2 separate regions of the Danio rerio genome follow, and region 1 is linked to region 2. The links are chromatin contacts, called in public Hi-C maps. All regions are on one chromosome and are shown on one strand. Each heading gives the region's core, a stretch centred on a gene start, on an enhancer-like site or on the middle of the called end of the contact. The rest is flanking DNA. Distances are from core to core; before and after follow the strand shown.

The links. Hi-C and Micro-C count contacts between places; a contact is called where the count stands out from the background.
Region 1: a Hi-C map of skeletal muscle shows a contact between it and region 2, with 4 times the contacts expected there. The contact joins two enhancer-like sites. A contact is called at or near these places in 6 of 18 Hi-C or Micro-C datasets (caudal fin, embryo, fibroblasts and 2 more) and 1 of 4 datasets of contacts at active chromatin or transcription factors (caudal fin).

What each region holds. Positions count from the first base shown.
Region 1 is chr22:16,704,281-16,706,980 of GRCz12tu, forward strand. It overlaps a transcript of nfia not described here. Among named protein-coding and RNA genes, the nearest start is that of nfia, 19 kb to the left of the region's middle. Within about 2 kb of position 1,266, at least 15 of the 62 cell types and tissues checked have an H3K27ac peak or open chromatin away from gene starts, as enhancers often do.
Region 2 is chr22:16,400,554-16,403,253 of GRCz12tu, forward strand. patj (PATJ crumbs cell polarity complex component) reads right to left here. Exons shown (of 44, transcript NM_001127185.1): 18 at 184-393. Among named protein-coding and RNA genes, the nearest start is that of patj, 49 kb to the right of the region's middle. Within about 2 kb of position 1,423, at least 11 of the 62 cell types and tissues checked have an H3K27ac peak or open chromatin away from gene starts, as enhancers often do.

The sequences.
Region 1 (2,700 bases), core at 16-2,515, 300 kb after region 2:
TAGCACAGAAGATGCATTTAGTTGATCAAAAGCAACCGTAAAGACATTTATAATGATGTAAAATATGCAAAAAAAATGTTCTTTAGCATAAAATAAATGCATCACAGTTTCTAAAAATAAAAAATAAAAACTTTAGCAGTTTTTAAAGCTTTTTTTGAAGAAATTTCTGAATTTTTAGAGAACTTATTAACTTAAAGGAAGTTCTTTTTATTAAAGCATGTATTTATTATTATATTAGAGCAAAGAAAATACGTTTAGTTGATCAAAAGCAAATTTAAAGACATTTAAAATGTTGTAAAATATGCAAATAAATGATCTTTGGAGTCAAATAAATGCATCATGGTTACTAAAAATAAATAAATAAACATTTTAGCAGTTTTTAATGCTTTTTAAGAAGAAATTTGAAAACTTTTAGAGAATTCATTAACAAAATAATAAACAAAATAATTTTTAATTTATTAAAAAGTACATAACATTAATATTAATGTATTTGACCATGATTAACGTATAAGGATTTATCATAAAAAATATAATACTTAAAAAAAAACTTGCATACAAATTATAAACCCATATAAAATTATGATTAAATTATTATTTTTACATTTGTGTCAAATGTTTTATAAAACCTTTCATTTTACATACATAATATATGTAATAAAATAATTTGAGTTTGTTTCATTTATATTTTTAAAGTTTTTTCAGGTCTGGGAGAATTCTGATTATAGGCCTTTACAAAAAATAAATCACACAATCAGTGCATCCCAAATCTGAATATGTGGGAATTCCATCAAAAAGAAAAAAAAATCTGTGATAAGAAATCCTGCCACTACACATGTCCGCCAATGTCCAGAACTCGCGGAGAGTCTTTCTTAAAAACAAGCCTTCAGGCAAGTACGGTCCATATGCAAGCTGTTGCAATAGGCAGGCATATGCTGGGTATATATAACACGTTTTCACCCTCCCCCTCATTCCTTCTGTTTGATCGCAGCACAGAGCGCCAGGAGCACGGCAGACCTCATGCTCGCTGTTCACGGCATACGTGCGTTCATTCAGCACAGATACGGACTGCGCAAAGACACTAACATCAATGGAGAGAATGCAAAGGCATCGGGCGCGCACGTAAACAGCAGACAAACAGATGTGCAAGGCAACCTACCCACCCTAAACACTTTAAAAAACACTACGAGACACCTGACAGCTGTTCCGGGCTGGGAGGAGGAGGAGGAGGAAAAAAAACATTCGCAGCTCGGAGCACACAGCTGGATATGGAAACAAGTCCCTCTCCCAAACATACACACACATGCGCGCGTGCGCTCGGCTCGCAGCATGCAGGAGCCGACAGGTGACGGAGATGAAAATTAACTACAACCACCATCCCAAGACAATCGCCTTATTACGCAGGTGCAAATGCATCAGTGCAAGCAGATTCTGTTGAGCTCATCTGTGATGAAGGGTAGATGTGAATGAAGCCAGTTCAAGACTGACCCTTGAACATTTCTCGAATTTTTTTTCTGTATGTTGGTCAAATAAAGAGGTAGATTTTTTTTTTTAACTCAAGCTATTTTTTTCCAGATATGATAATAAGTTCATTTTCATTCTATTAAACACTAAAAATATATATTTGAAGAAAGCTGTAAACCTGTAACCATTACCATACATGGTGGGAGAACAAATGTTATGGTAATCAAAGTTTAGTTTTCAGCTTTCTCCAGAACATATGCCTTTGTGTTCAACATAAGAAAGTAAATCAAACAGGTATAGAACAAGTAAGGGTGAGAAAACGTCAGATTTGGGTGAACCATACCTTTAAAAATCCATATTTCCTTCACCATCCACCACCCTTGAAACAGAAACTTAAAGGAATAGTTCACTTAAAAATGAAAATTCTGTTTTTAACTATCAACCCACCTGTCATTTCAATTCCCTGAGACCCTTGCTAATCTTCAGAACACAAATTAAGATAGATTAGATGAAATCTGAGAGCTCTCTCATTATTTTCTTCACCATCCTCTCTGATGGAATGAGCTACCAATGAGCAGATAAAGAATTTAGTATTTCTTCTCTATCTTCTGGTTGTCTAATAAACAAGCTATTGTGCATTATTACTTTAGCCTATTTCACTAATTGATTTTTAAGAATCTGTAATTTCACATTTCCAGAACCTTCACTCTCCCTGTTCCTTACTAATATAAACCTAAAGGAATAATTTACTCAAAAATGATAATTCAATGATTAATTATCAACCCTCCTGTCGTTTCAATCCCCTGAGACTCTCATTAATCTTCAGAACACAAATTAAGATATCTTAGATCAAATCTGATAGCTCTCTCATCCTCAAGAGAGAGCAACGGTCCAGAAGTTCAAAGTCCAGAAAAAGGAACCAAAAACAGTCATTGTCAAAAATGTTGGACCTTTACTGTCTATAGATAGAGAGCTGTCAGATTTTATCGGAAATCTGAAAATAAATGAAGGTCTCAGGGAATTGTAATAACACGAGGATAAGTAGCTATAAACTGAATTAAAATTTTTGGGTGAATTATCCCTTTAGTATATGATGGGTTTCATCTAGAATTTGGTAGAATTTGATCATCACTATTCTCTTTGTATATTAAAATATATTTTTTTTAAATATTGCATTTGTTTTATTTCCAGTAAGCGAATATATTAATCAAGACATTTGGACAACATGTAATTAATATT
Region 2 (2,700 bases), core at 173-2,672:
ATAGTCCGATCCGCATTCACAGTAAACACCTGTACTACATGGCAGTTGATTTGTGTGAAATAAATGTACAAATAATAGTAAATAGAGATATAATTGACATTATGGCATAAAAAAGCATTTTAATGATGTAAAGAAATCTTGAATATATACCTAACAGAGCCATAATAACATATTGGCTCTTACCGCCAGAGGCTTCCTGATGCCAAGGTAGACCTTTCCAGGTGGAGCAGATTTGAGGACCTCAACAGCCTGGGCCAGAGAGCATGTTTCTAGATGGGTGTCATTGACAAAAACCAGCTGGTCACCGGGGAAAATCCCACCATGATTGTCGGCCACCCCTCCAGGCACCAGAGAGCGGATGACGATCACAGAGCGTGCAACATCCATAGGGTCCTGCAGAGGGCAATGCAGACCACAGCAAACACACAAACAGAACAACAGGGTGAAAGAAATTTTAAAAAAGAGCAGAGATGAAAAATGGTGACCGTGATTTAATCTATACATCACAGTTTTATCAGAAAGCAGATCTAAAAGAAGTTTCATTTATGTTTAAATCTTAACACAAACATTTAATTAAAACAGCACCTGTGTAAGCAGAGAATGGAAAAACGACATAAAAACAGCTGGATATGAAGTACCAGGAATGACCCTCATATTAAAGCCTACTTCCAAAAGAAGTTGCTGGAAGGCTAAATGAGGCCAACTTCCCACTCCAGCATCCCAAGTGCCACGGTATCAATCACATCTCTGGGGAGCATCGCCGTAAAACTGCAATTCAACCGATTTGATGTCTCCAACAATATATTTCATGACCCATATGGGCGGCTTTTATGTGGTGAGTGACAATATAAAAGTGATTAACAAGTAGTTATTTGAGAGTAAAAACCGAAGCGGGAGCGCAGTCATTAGTAATCTCATCTATCTGCCCATGAACATTTACGACCACCCGTGTCAAAAGACCAGCCGAACAGACAATCCTTGCTTTTTTTTTTTTTTTTTTTTTGAGACATTAATCTCTTCTACTGTCAGGTTGAAATTAAAAGCATGTTGTTTTTGAGCCATTACTGTACATGTATGAGACACTTTTTTTTTTTGTTGGACAGGGCCACAACAGACAATGAAGTTCACTGGATGTCCTGTGCAAAACTGCGGACAGCGGACCAGCAAACTTCACCAAGCCTGACTATAAAAATTGGGTCAGCAAGCCCAGCAATTACTGCCCCCTGATTACCCAGTGATCCACTGCTGCACGGTAAGCAGACGAGGAGAGAAAAGCAATTTCAGAGCGAGAGGAACTGAGGCCTGCTAGAAGGGAAAGAAAGAGAGGGGGGAAAAAAGACAGGAAAAAGTTGGAGAGAGGATTTGAAGTTCCACTCCAGCTGGCGCTTTAGGAGGACACAGGCTGCATTGTCCGGCTGCCGGGTTCCAGCCAAGCGTGCTTTGCTTTCCAAGCCCTGCTCTCATCCCACATGGCCAGTGATGTCAGCAGAGCAGCTTTTATATAAAAAAACAAAACAAAACATGGGGTACAGGCCAGCATTAGGGGGCTCCTAAGACGCCAATACGTCACCTGCTACAGAATAAAAATGGTTATGCTCATGAGAGATGGAAATAAAGCGAGTTACGTTGCTTCATTTCTTATTCAGGTTTCCATCCAAGTGCCTGTATGATTTAGATGGCGTAGAGTACATGGCTCATTGGGGGAGCAGCTGTCTTCCATGTTACAGGTGTGAGGAACATCTCAGGATCCAAAGAAAACCACAATCCCGGGAGCTTCTGGCTGGTGGAGCACATTACAGAGCCTAAAAATATCCAGTCAAAATTGGATTAAATCACTTTAGCTCAAAGGCAGCTTGCAGCCCTGTCATGAGGTTTTTCCTGAGGTCTACATAACCCTATTCGGGGTCAAAACTGTCGACCAGCTAACGGATGGGAATGAGGATTGGCGGTCGGAATAGATTGCCCATATTTCTTGCTGGGCTCAGATTCGCTACTGTGTCCATTTGCAGAGCGTTCCCTTGGCTGGCCCTGGTTGTCGAAGGGTTTGAAATTCTTCAGCGTGGTGTCAGGCGGACAGTAAATCTGCTGTTTTGCAGGAATCAACGGCAGGCCAAGTCATCTGTTTTGCTCCTGCGCTCTGACTCACCTTCAATCTTGCTGAACAGAATACCAGGAACTCCAGGACATCTTTTTTTCATCCCCTTTTTGGTTGTTTTCACCTTAGATGCCTTGAGAGGCATTGAATGCATAAGCAAATAGCATGATTGCATAAATGTAACGAGATGCTCCAAGTTTGGTCAACCTGTTATAATTTAAAATGTATTACAAATGTCAACATTCCAAGTGGATCAAAAAAGATTTTTTAAATTGTCAAGAATAAGACAAGAACAGGTGTCGTTAGGGCTGGGCAGATAAAACGATATTGATATTAACTGAACGAACACCATTGACAATAATGATAAAAAGCATGTTATGAAGTTTCGGTATGAAGTGCTTCAGCTTTATTAAAATGTGGCTGCGGAGCGTGCACATTGGAAGGAATGTCAATAAGTTTAGGGTTATTGGCAATCAAGGCACAAGGCTTGGTGGCGACAAGCGGCATGCACGTAACGCGCACATAGTTTTCAACAACACACATGAAAATGAAAACAGTGACGAGCAGCAGTGAGGAGATAAAAAAAGATGTAAGCAGGTTGCCAG